Regions from separate parts of the Gossypium hirsutum genome. Here regions 1 and 3 are each linked to region 2. A link is a contact called in public Hi-C data. All regions are on one chromosome and are shown on one strand. Each heading gives the region's core, a stretch centred on a gene start, on an enhancer-like site or on the middle of the called end of the contact. The rest is flanking DNA. Distances are from core to core; before and after follow the strand shown. Region 1 holds the start of LOC107940865 (multiple organellar RNA editing factor 9, chloroplastic). Region 2 has its middle 19 kb from the start of LOC107920690. Region 3 holds the start of LOC107939646 (histone H2A.6).

What was found. Hi-C and Micro-C count contacts between places; a contact is called where the count stands out from the background.
Region 1: a contact with region 2 is called in a Hi-C map of leaf, with 3 times the contacts expected there. The contact joins the promoter of LOC107940865 here to the enhancer-like site in region 2. A contact is called at or near these places in 2 of 34 Hi-C or Micro-C datasets (callus and leaf).
Region 3: a Hi-C map of hypocotyl shows a contact between it and region 2, with 2.8 times the contacts expected there. The contact joins the promoter of LOC107939646 here to the enhancer-like site in region 2. A contact is called at or near these places in 2 of 34 Hi-C or Micro-C datasets (hypocotyl and leaf).

Annotation. Positions count from the first base shown.
Region 1 is chrA04:4,551,486-4,556,193 of Gossypium_hirsutum_v2.1, forward strand. LOC107940865 (multiple organellar RNA editing factor 9, chloroplastic) reads right to left here and starts at 2,937. Exons shown (of 3, transcript XM_016874328.2): 1 at 2,912-2,937; 2 at 2,518-2,796; 3 at 1,139-1,301. The coding sequence starts at 2,937. The coding sequence ends at 1,139.
Region 2 is chrA04:4,054,408-4,058,905 of Gossypium_hirsutum_v2.1, forward strand. No RefSeq gene overlaps it. Among protein-coding and RNA genes, the nearest start is that of LOC107920690, 19 kb to the right of the region's middle. Within about 2 kb of position 2,339, at least 2 of the 9 cell types and tissues checked have an H3K27ac peak or open chromatin away from gene starts, as enhancers often do. A contact at or near this core is called in hypocotyl, where this site is marked.
Region 3 is chrA04:3,674,191-3,678,454 of Gossypium_hirsutum_v2.1, forward strand. LOC107939646 (histone H2A.6) reads right to left here and starts at 2,996. Exons shown (of 2, transcript XM_016873008.2): 1 at 2,718-2,996; 2 at 1,785-2,324. The coding sequence starts at 2,906. The coding sequence ends at 2,109. It overlaps LOC107939636 (formin-like protein 5), which reads right to left and starts at 661. Exons shown (of 8, transcript XR_005925390.1): 1 at 570-661; 2 at 1-233.

The DNA.
Region 1 (4,708 bases), core at 1,687-4,186, 500 kb after region 2:
CTATTCTAATAATTATTGTAAGAAAATTTAATAACATAAAATCTTGTTCTAAATAAACTATAATATTAACATAAGAAAATAAATCACCAACACAATTTTTTTATTATAATATGTTTCTTTTTCCAAATAATAAATTTAAATCTATTATGATTATCACAACATTTATTTTAATAAAATTACTATGATATATTTTTTCAATTTTTTAAATTAGTTATAATTATTTTTAAATATTAATTTAATAATATTATAAAAAAATAAAAAATATTTTTATGGGTCCAAAAGTTTTTCAAACTCGTACTTTCATATATATTATAGATTAACTAAACGTGTCTAAAACCATGTGTATTCTTATTCAACATTTCATAATTTTATATATTATTCTTTTGTTAAAATTTTTAATATGATCAAAGTAACATAATTTTTTTAATCTTTTACAATATAATATTAAATATTAATTTTTATAATATATTATAAAAATGGAAAACAAATCAAACCAAATTGTTTGTAGGCCTCAATGTTGGCCTAATACTCATATAGACAAAGTTCCAAAAGGACCAAAACTAGAGTAAGCACATGTATAAGCCAAAATCTATCTCATTGCTGAAAGTTCAACCACATCCATAGTGTTCCAATTAAGAGGATTCATAGTGACTTTCTCAGGAACAAGTGTTCCGATAACATGTCGACATTAGTTAGCCGCGGTACCGTCGGTGAACTCTCAACAAAAGACAATAAGTTGTGTGATGAAAATTGAACTTTAGACGGCATTTTCTTGTACCTTGTTAAGATGATGATTCCGATGTACTCGCTGCTTGCTTTGGTCTGTATTGTCCAGCAGGTGGACCGTCTTTTCGTCTCTCGTATCGTTTGCTCACGGATCTTGATTCTTTTCTAGGTTTTGGTTGGTAAGTAGGGTATTTGCAGGGAATTATTTCTCCGTTGATATATTGATCACCTACAAAAACACGAAACCAAAGCCGAAATCAGAAGCAAGATCATAATCTAGCTGTCTCGTGAGAAACAAAGATATTTGTATGCATGGCAAACCAACCTCCGTAATCTTTATTTTTGACGTCTATGTAGGAATCCGGCAGCACCCAAAGAACTACGGGAAATCCTACGTGTGGAAGAACAAAGTTCATCCCAAAGTCATGGATAAGTAACAACAAAGTTTAAACAAACAGGGTCGATGATAAATCTTCTTACCTTTGAACTTTTCCGAGGTTTCTTCCAATACCGTGCATTGGAATCCAGTATATGTAGTGGTGCTAAACGCGTTCATGTTCTTCGCTTCTTCCATGCTGAATAACAAGAAAATAAAGTCCAGCTAGCATTTATTCATTACAATAACTAGATACACAATACTCATCGGAACAATGATTACCGTATTAGTAACAATGACTAAATACACGCATAATGACCTCCATAGTCATCTCAACTAAGTTTTAACATATTACGTCGCAATGAGCATCAACTTAACATTAGATTCGGAACCTCGTGAGAAGAAGTCAGATTCGACAACCGGCTGCCATCACGAAAGTTCCTTCTAAACCATCTAATAGTAGAGACCTAAACACGGAGAAGCAAAAACACAATGCTAAGAAGACCTTTTCTTCTTCTTTTCATTTATATATAAAAGATTAGCCATTGAAAACTCATTCTCCAGATAGTAGACACTGATAACTTGATGACCGAATTTCCGACCATGGGTCTCATGTTGATAACTAAGAAAGGCTCATTTAAGATACATGTCCTTGGAAAGACTGCAAATGACCTAAAAGAAAGCTTACTATAAAGCTATAAGTGACATATGAGTTGCAAGCTTCACTTATGTGAACCTATCGAGATCAAAGTAAATAGTTAAGATCTTAAGGAGTTCTTCCCGATAACTTATGATCGAGCTATGTTCAAGTATCTTAATACTCAATTTAGTTAGTTCAAAAGCTAATTGAGTTTTTTTTATTATAAATGTATTTTTAATATATTGAAATCAAATTACTACGTTATCACAAAAGAAAGTTTGACTCGAGCTTTTGAGTACATAAATTGTGTAAATAAGCTCCATCAATCTAAATTCGAGTAGTTGAATATTATTTCAAGCAAAGTTTAAAATATTTGATTAAGCTTGAGTCGAGCAGCGAGCAATAAATTTCTATTTGAGTTCAATTTTAATTTTTTCATCATTTGAAGAGCAACTCAATTATGTAAGTATCATATATGAATATGCATAAAATATTATTATAATTAAATTTTTTCAAAAATTTTAAATGTGTTAGAATGTGAGGAATAAAAAATAATAATCTATATATATATATAAAAGAAGAAGAAGCAAAACCAACAAAAAAAATCTCATCAAAACTTGACATTACCCAGCAAGGCAGCAAAAGAAAACAACCCCTTTCATAAAAAAACCAAGAAATATCCCGAAGAGAAAAAAGAAACATACAAAAAAACTCCATATTCTTTCATATTTTCAACTAAAGAAAAGAAAACCCGGAAAGCTTCAAGTCATCTCACCTGCCAAGAACAGTGGCAAGAGTGTTGAGGTAATTGTCAATCATTTGTTCTCTAGTAGGAGCAGGGTCTTTAGGGAACTCCATAACAATAAGCCAATGATTATAATCACAGCCGGATAACATTATCGTTTCCCTGGGTTCATTCCTGCTGCTTCTCTTGGGTGAATAGTCACTGTCAAGTACTGCAGCTTTGATAGTACGAGGAGGAGGAGGAGGAGGAGTTGGTGCAGTCAGTGAGTTGAGTCCCAGAGTAGAAGGGGGAGTGAGTTGGAAGAAAGGGCTTTGTGGGTAAAAGGAAAGAGGGAGGGTTTAACAGAATTGCCATTGGAAATTTGTGTAAGGGTCTAAGAGATTAGATGAATTGAAGTGAAATTATTATGGTTATTTTCGGTTACTTTGAAGATGGTGTTGGCAATGGCATGCTGATATTTTTGATATTTTGGGTTTTCTTAATAAATTTGGGACATTGGGCTGAAAGCCCCAAATTAATGGATCTGAGTTTTTTTTTACAAAAAAATTATTACGATTTCGTAACTATCCTCTCAATAATATCGTTTTTAGATTCGATTGTGTGCTTTGTGTTTTCCAATAATGTTGTTTGTAATGTTCGACTTTATGTTCTTTTTTTAAGTAGAGACATTATTGAGGAAAATCGGATCTATGATTGATATCATTAGTATACATGTTAATTAACTCTAGTCCGAGCTAAAATATTAGTTTAAAATTTTACTTAAATTTATATATAGATTATTTTTTATTTAAGCATGAATTTTTAAATTTATACCTAAAAATAGATTTATGTTTTAAAATTTTAAATTTATTTTGACAAAACGAGATTTGTTTTATTATTTTTTAACATTATTTGATATAGTTTCAAAGTCTTTTTTATACATATTTCTAAAACATAATAATTTTTCAAGTAAATAAAAATATTTAATAACACTTATACTGTATTTTTTAAAAAAATTTACATAAAAATTTTAAGTTATTCTCACTATTTTAAACATAAAATATTTGTTTTTACATCATATTATACTTGTCTCTTCAAAAAAAAAAGGTGTCTTGACTTGTATGGAACAGTGGCTAAAGTTTTTATCAAATACCCATTTGGCACAAAGTTTGAGTCGTATTAACCTTGTTTCCCACCTTAATATTGTATAAAAAAAATAGGTGAATACACTTGAGAGATCTCTCTATTTTTGGGACCTAACCAAATTAGTCCCTTTACAATAAAACGGATCAATTTAATCTTTATACTATTTAAAAGAATTAACTAAGGCCAAATTGAAATAGAGTTAACATTTACTATTAAAAACATATCAATTACTATTTAGCGAGATTGAAAGTTTAGGACATTATTTATACAATAAATGTTAACTTTGTTACAATTCAAACTTGATTCTTTTTAATAATATAAAGATTAAATTGAGAGGGATTAATTTGACCTCATCCCTATAGTATAGGGATCTATTAGGAATTTAACCAAAACAATTATGTTATTTCAATTTTGTGAAAAATTCATTTGTAATTTTTGTGAAGTTGACACTATCCCTATAAACGAGTATTCATAAATGGGCCTAAAATTGCAACCATTGTGGGCCATTTACCATACACAAATGGGCCTAAGGGTGGTGATTTCAACTCCATAGCATTGCTAAAGGAACCTATAATTGTGGATTTGTAGGCATATGTTCTATATTATTTATCTTTCCCTACCAAAAAGGGTTTGGTTGAAAATTTACAATATAATTTTTGGAAAATGAAAATATAAATATGTGAAAATTTAAAAAAAAATTCTTTACAAAATTAAAAATAATAAAAATGATTTTTAATTTTAAATAACTTGGTCGTAATTTAAATTCATATAAATGCATAAAAATGTTCCTCTTTTAAAATATTAAATCTGAGATCTTAATTTAAATTTCTAGAAAAATAGTAACCGATTGTGTTTTCATTTTTTTATTGAAAATATTGTTTTCAATTTTTTTTGGTTCAAGAAATTTTATTTATCAAACTTGTCTTTCAATTTTTAAAAAATAGAAAATATTTTCAAAAATTATTATTTTTATCTCAACAAACATGAAAATCGAACGAGTTATTAGTATAATTAAGTAACGTTGAGAAAACCTTAATTCATTTTTCTTTCTTGTATAATCACAGATATCCTCATTTATTTTACGGACTGAATATTG
Region 2 (4,498 bases), core at 1,089-3,588:
TGAAAGCCAAAAAAAATCAAGGATTCACTTACCAAAAAACATAGGTACAATTTCGGTCTAAAGATTTATTGCTATAAACATCACAAACTCAGTCAATTTTCAAAATTTTAATTTTCCGCTGTACAAGAAAATTATTTTCAAACTGAAAATTTTCCAACAATTGGTTCAATTTTATTATTAAAATTCAAAATCGTTTAAACCAAATTAGCCAACTTTACAACTATTAAATATAATATATATTTAAATCCAGACTTAAATCCAATATCAACCAAACTCAAACCTAAACCTAAACCTAGACAAATTTAAACTTTATTCAAAATCCAATCTAAAAAAATAAATAAATCCACTTTAAATTAAAAATTATTATATAGATAATAATATTAATAAAATTTAATATTAAAAAATAAAACATTAATAATTAAAAAATTAAAAGTATATATAAATTTCCAAATCATAAAAATACTTAAAGTAAAACCTAAATTCCAAAATCATTAGAATTAAATTTATTAGTAATGTTGTTTGTATAGTATAATAAAACATGTTTAATAATTTGTGATCATAGAACACTAATTACCATATTATTAAATTAATATATTATGCCATTATATATTATATAATCATTAAATTTAAATTTTATAGATTTTAATAGTTATTAATTTTATATATTTATTATACATATATATTTATAGTATTAAAAAGTATTTTATATTCAATTAATGTTTTTTTTAAAATATTTCACTTTATAATTTAACATAAAAATTATTATAATTGCATTTGCTATTAATAACATTTTAATATAAATATGTAAAGCTTATGAACATATTTTTATAAAATAAATAATAATGACCTATTTTTATTTTAGTAATATTGTAAAATTATAGTAATTATTAATGTCTATTGTTGTTGTTCAGTTATAAATTTAGGTTTTGGTTTAGATTTATTTTGAGCTTGAGTCAGATCGGTCTTGAACTCAGATTTTTGTAAACTCGAACTTTCTCGAACTTAAATTTTTTTGATCTCAAACTTCTTTGAGCTCGAATCTATTAGAAGCTTGGGACTGTTTTACCAACTTTTATCTATCTACCTATACTATGAATCATTTGCTTGAATTGCATAAAAACAAGGAAAAGGAAAGGAAATTATCACATTTTAATTTCCGTTATTTGGACTTCTTTAATTTAGGTAAGGAAAAATAAAGAGAGTTAAATATCCCTTATTTTCCCTTGAATTACTTAATTTTTAGCCCAGTTCGAAATAAAAGTTAGGGAAAGAAAAGTTAAATATCCAGATTGTTGTTGAAGGTTGGATTATGATCAAGATAAGCTATGCTTTTTTCACTTAACAAAACTGGTTTAATGAAGAATTCCAAGGATTTGTAAGGAGGGTGGGATCTTATTTGGGTTTCATGGGTTTGGGCCAATGAAGTTGTTATTGGATTGAACTTAAAACTTAATAAAACCCACAAAATCATCCTTTTTTTTACTAAAAATATACAACAACTACCTTTGCAACGTTGGTGCAAATAGCAACAGTCCTCTATGCCAGGCATATGCAGAATCCTTAAAACATCTGTTTGTTCAATTGAGTATGGTTTGGATCTCCCCTCTCTCTTTTGCGTGTTGATAGTTTTAATCTTTCCTCGTTCTATTCTTGCATTTTCAAATGGTTTCAAAATTAGTAAGCATGGACATAGCTCATCCCTCTTTGAACTTATGTTATACATGTGTCTAACACGGTCCCGACATATCAGGACGTGTCCGAATACGTAAAAAAATCAGACAGAGTCACGATACGGGTGTCTAAAAACGAACATGTTCCCAACATAGTGACAATGGATAAAGACACCGGATTGAAAAACCCCAGTTGAGAATGAAAGAAGAAGTAAAGTTTTAGATTTTTTTTTTCTTTTTTTTTTCGTAAAATGAATGAAAGACTGAAATTAAGGTTGAAAGTTTTAAGGTTTTCTTGAAAAAGATGAAAGGTTTTTACAGACAAAATTGAAACAGTCCAAGGCCTGTCTTGGCTATTAGTAATCAATTTAAAATATTGGGTTGGATTGCCTTTTGGGTTTATTATTTTGGGTAGTCCAAGATTTATCTTGGGCTATTTGTAAATTGATTTAAAATATTGGGTTAGATTTAAAGTTTTAGATTTTTTTTTATGAATATAAATATTTTTAATATTGTTTTTATTGCCGTATCTATATCTTCATTTTCTAAAAATTACTATGTCACTATATTCGTATCGTATGTATTACTTGTCCATGTACATACTTCATAGCTTCAAAATAATGAAATCAATTCTTCAGCCTCGAGATACTTTTATACGGCCTGCATCTGCATGTCGTGGTCAATATGGAAAGCAAGAAATGAACTCACCTGTAAGAGTATCACTCATAGTTCGATCCATTAGGAGGCAACTCTCAATTATGGACTCTTTCAAATTCACTCTGAATATCAACAGTCTTCGGCAAGTTCTTCTATCTATTGAAGAAGGTGGTACACACTTCATGGGCGCTTCATCTTGACATCTGCAGCAATCGGAGTGAACCATCATACACAATGACAATGGCGATCAAATTGTCTGCAGTCAAAAGCCACATCGCACCTTCCAAGCTTAAAGCAATGATCCTCACTCTATGATATTCATTTATTCTTCTAAAATCTCACAATATTACCTTCTGTAAATTCCTGTTAAAAGATCGTAAATTCATCAACATCATCCTTAATAAAACAAGCGCAGGATGGCAGCTCAAACTGGCATCCCAAGACCTACAAGAGCTCCTCAAAGATAGCAAATTCATCCAAGATAAAAATGAAAACCCGCTTATAAGGAAAGATATCACTGGCTGAGCGAAATGTGCTTTAAAGACATTTACTTCTTTCACCTGGCCTTAATAATTTATTCCTTTACTTTGTAGTTTGTACAATAAAAAAATAAATTGTCTAAAAGTATAATTTAATGATTAAACCAAAAAATCAACTTTGGATGTGATTTTTTTAATCGTCATTGGCCATCCCTTTCCACCATGCACTTATTCTGCTTTAGACTTTTATGTAATACATGCATGACGCACTTATATTGACACAAGTTGAACGGCTGATAATATTATAAAAAGGTCAAATTATGTTTTGTGTCCCTCTCTTACTCAATTTTTTTATATTTAATTTTTTTAAATGTTTATGTGATTTTTTTTCAATTAAAAAAACTCATGTTTATGTGATGGCTTAGAATAGGTGTTTTGAAGGGAAAAAATTCCGCAAATTTAGAAGGTTTTAGAAAAAATATTAAGCTAAAAAATAGGCTAAGTAAAAAATTAGCCCATTTAAAATATGGGTCAAGATCAAGCTCAAACATTCAATATCTGAGCTTAGCCTGACCTATTTTCTAAATTTTAATATATTATATTGTGTTATTTTTGTATTCTATGTAATTTATAACACATAAAATAAATAAATCTATTGCCATATACAACACTATGATGTAAACATAAAATATTGTTAAGATGCTCATACATAAAATTTTAATAAATGAAAAAAAATATAAATTTATTAATTATTAAATTAAAAATAATATGAATAGATTTAAAACCATTTTTAAATATGGACGAGTTTAAATATAATTTTATGTCCATATTTCGAGTTGTTGTTATCTTAATTAAAGTACATGACCTAATTGTAAAAAATATACATAAACTAAATTTCAATTTTGAGATTATAAAAAATTATAATGCAATTAGGGATGGAGTAGAGGTTCGCAAGCTCCTTAAAATGGAAAATTTTATCTTTAATCCTTTTATAATTTAAAAGATTTTAAATTAATTAATTTAAGTGTACAATAATCCATGTTGATTGTCGTTATAAAAGTACAACACCAAGCTTGTTAAAAACGATTAAGTGCTAATTGATTGAGTTAATCGTGATGTTCATGCCATTATTGGGGTAGTTGCTGAGTCATTAACTATTTTTTTTTTAGCCCATGGATTATTTTATTTTACTCCAATTACTTTGGATATTATTATTGCTCACTCCTTTTATCTTGGTGGATCTAGTTATGGACATGGTGGAAACAAAGAATTTCGGAATAGTAAAACGTGTGGGAGAAAATGGATTATGTATTTAAGTGTTGGATTGTTTTAATAAATGATGAAATTCAATAATGATAGAATTTTAATTTAATCCTTAAAGATTATAAAGATATAATTTCTCAAAAAAATATGCAACTTAATTCGGTCCTTAAAAAATTTTTCTAACTTCGTCTTAAAGGTTAAATTAAATGCAAAAGGACTTTTATAATTAAGGAATTAATTTTCTATTACATTCTATTCCAGTCCAAATTCAGTCATGCACGTGGATGACTATTTCGTCTTTTAGGCATTATAAAAACTGAAACAACGTAAATGTGCTGGTGACTAAATTTGGTAGCGTATATACTTATTTAATTATCGAGACTTTTAATAAGATTTTTTTATAGTCGCCATAATTTCCTTTTCTTTAAT
Region 3 (4,264 bases), core at 1,746-4,245, 380 kb before region 2:
CAAAAATATCAAACAAGGAATTTTTTTGCCACCCATATTTCCTTGTATCATAGGCATTATCACAAGCAGATAAAGGACCCCTTTTCATTTCATCAATATCCAAAGCCACTCAATGCCAAAAAAATTATAAGAATTCAACCCGACCCGACCCAAAACCCTTCCAAATGCTGTCATCAAAAGTTCAAACCTTAGAACATGTGGCACCAACTCCCTCAAAAAGAAACCATTGAAACCTGCTAGGAAAATAAGCAGATTTTTCCTCAGAAACTTTATGAAAGATTGAAACTTTGAATCAAAACTCAAGAAAAGAAACAAAACCCAGAATTTATCTTTCTTTACAAAGCCAAAAAATTGGGATCAAAATAAAAAATTTACCAGAAAGGATATGATCAATAGAGCTTAAAATAGAAGCCAAAAAAATATAAATAAATTTCAAAATCCCTTCTTGGCAACTTTGACCATATCCAATCAATGGCAATTGTTCAAAAAAATGTTGAATAAGCTTACAATGCATGTAAAAAGAAGTTGACAAGGAAGAACTTTTGCTCTTATTGAAAAAGGGTTCTTACATTGAGCTGACAAAATGTTTCAAGGTTTTTTTTTCTTGGTGGGATTCTGAATTTTTTTTAATTGTATTCTGATAACAAACATTTAGTTGAATTATTATTTATAGTAATATGTTTATATTAAATATAGTAATCACAATTGTTAATTTGATGATTTTGCAACATACCACCAACATCCTTTTGTGTTTTTTGAGGGGGTTTGAAATGAAATTTTACCAAAAGAAAAGCTGTTTATTGGAGTGAATTTTGGAATAATTAGTGGAGTAATTAAATATTTGTAGTTGTTTTCAATAGATAAGTTTAGATATTATTTTTGTTTTGAAAATATGGATATTAAAATTTTTAATTTTGAAACAAATGGGATATGTTCGTTGTTGTAACCAAATATGAGAAATCTTAGATTATAATCAATAAAAGAATCTCATTTTATTATCCATTCGGAAGACACATTTCTTTTAAATATCAATTGCATAATATTCATTTAAATCTATTCGGGATACACAGTCAGATAAGATACAACATATTTAATTTAATTCATTTTTTATTTTACATTATAATATCACTATAACGACGCTATTTTTATATTAACTACACTTTAGGTAAATGCAGTAGTTATTACATTTTATTCCATTAACATCTTTGAAACATATAAAGTAGAAAAAAATACTATAAACATTTTATATTAAAAATTAAATTACATTTAAACATCTAATTATCCCATCAACAACATCAATTTTAAATGATGAAATTAAAAAAAAAAACAAATAATTTATTTTTGATAACTTAACTCTAATATAAAAGCTCCAAAATACTTTTTACGAATTTCTTACAATCCAATTTTCATTAAAAAAAATGGTTACAATTTCCAAAAGTAAAAATATAAAAATAAAACTCTGTATAAGAAAAGTTCAACTTAGAATCATAATCTCAACAAATTTGGGGATAAAAGAATGCCTAGAAACATTTTAACCCAACAAAAATGTATTTTGTATCTAGATTTCCAAACTTAGAACATTTAACCTGACAAATGTATATAAAACTTCAACCCTTCTACAAAAATACCCCACAAACTTCAATAAATGCAAACATTAATCAAAATGGAACACAACTCTCAACCCCCTCCCCCCTCCCCAGGATGACAACACATCATTTGAATCACATTTGAAATAACAAATAAACAAGTAGCTTACTAAAAATAGTCTCAAAAAAACAACACAATTGAAACTCAAGTGTTGCATTCATTTCATTAATGAATGATTGAACAATAAAATGACAAAAATGGATCACAACTCTTCTATAAAGTAGAAGATAATGCTTGATGATTCATTCTATTCACATTCAACCAAAAACCCCTAAAGCTACCTTATTCTACCTACTAACTAAACACTATCAATAAACTACAAACTTAATAAATAAAAAACTAAGTGAAACAACATTCAAAGCTAATACCCATGATGGTTTCAATCTAAGAATCACGTAAGCAGAGGGAGATAAATCAGGGGGTTCCCTTAGGGTTTTATGAGTCTAAACTGTTGACATAATCTAATCTTCATCACCTCCAGATGCCTTTGAGGAAGTTCCAGCTTTCTTGGGAAGGAGGAGATTGTGGATGTTGGGCATCACACCACCGTTGGCAATCGTGACATCTCCAAGTAGTTTGCTTAGCTCTTCATCGTTCCTTACGGCTAGCTGAATATGACGTGGCACAATTCGGGTTTTCTTGTTGTCTCTCGCTGCATTTCCAGCAAGCTCAAGAACCTGAAACAAACATGTAATATTCAATAAATATATATAATAATAGATACAAAGATACCATAATGTCTTCTGATTTGAATTATTAAGGTATGAATTTTCACCAAAAACATAAAAATTGGAAAACAGTAGCAAATTTGGGGGAAATTAAACCCTAGTTTTCCAGCCCGACGGAAACAGAAAGATACTGTTTTTTTTTAAAACATAGAAACTATTGAAGGTTTCTCACATTTGAAAACTTAATCGGAAAATCTTTTCTTCTAATAACTAAATGAACAATGAAATTCGAAACCCTAGATTAGGTTACCAAACCAAATAAACACCTCATTTAACCAAATTTACCGATTATACCTAAGAATTTAAAACAAATGAATTACAAAAAGAAAATCATCGCAATACCTCAGCGGCAAGATATTCAAGAACTGCGGCAAGGTAAACCGGAGCTCCAGCGCCGACTCGTTCAGCATATTTCCCAGCCTTAAGGAACCGAGCTATACGACCCACCGGAAATTGAAGCCCGGCCTTGCTACTCCTCGATGTCGCCTTCTTCGAGGCTCCCGATCCGAGAGTTTTGCCCCGACCCGCCATTTTAGATCAGCAACGAAATTATATGAAATGAGAAATATAAAAAAGAGTTGGGGCTTGCGGGAGAGTGGGTAGAAAGTAAAAGATATACAAGTGATGCCGTAGCCGATTGTTTCGGGTATATATAGTGAAGAGTGTAAAGCGTTTAGCCAATAGGAAGAGAGGACACGGATCGAAAAGGATAACCGTTGGATGGTGATGAAATGAACGGTTAGATTTGAACTTTGCACCGCTTCGGTTTTTATATTTCAGTTAAAACTTTTGGAGGGAAATTCCCTTTTTCTTTTGGATAAATTATGTTTTGGTCCTTCCACTATATCCAAATTTTGGATTTAATCTAACTTTAATTTGACATAATTTCACCCTCTACTTTTATAATTTATTAATTAATTCAATTTATAAACGCAGTTAATTATTTCCGTTGAATTCTTAATGTGATTTTTTGGTTAAATTTATTGGTGTGACATTTTAAAGTTAAAAAAAAACTCACATGGTAAACATGTAACCAGAACTTTGACTTTTGTAATGAACTTCAATTTAACAAAATAAATTCAACAATGTTAACAATTGGACCTTAAATTTTAAAATCTAAAAATAAAAAAAATTAAATTCTTAAGAATAAATATAAAATAATTAAATTTCAATTTTGGGTTGACCCCTCTAGAGCCATTTCCAAAGCTTATGAGAAAACGAATCATGCAATTCTTTCACAAAGCTCAGACTTGGGTCGTGGTGAATCTACTATTGTAACTGCAATATTGATAAATGGAATAAAACTATGGGTGGCAAATATAGGAGATTCACGTATTTTTCTTTTTAGAGGGGGTTAGGCAATACAAATAACAACAGATTATGAACCCAACACTCAACGAGTTAGCATTGAGCAGTAGATATTGTAGATATTACAATAATATGTTTTGATTCGCATCTTTTGGAATTAAATTAGATAAACATTTTGCATCTTCAAAATAAAGCATCTTCACCTTTCAAGAACAAGAACAAATATATCATGATCTTCCATCATTGTTCCAAGACAAAACTCTTGGAAAGTATTTGTATGGAGAATTCCTAAGCATTTCATATGTAATAAGCAAAACCATATATTGAAAAAAAGACAAAGTAGAAATGTGATTTGTTTTATAAATAATGCAAATCCAAATGTAAAAGATTTTATCTGAAATTTCTATTGAATCATGATAGAGGGTCCAATTTATTCAAAGATTTAGAGAAAAGAGGTTCTCTAAAATGCAGTGTCAGCAATAATATTAAATACATTAATAAGTGTCAATTTCTAATGTATGTACACATTATTTTTTCTTTATTTGAAGATTTAGTTTTATTCTTTTTTATGATTTTTTTAT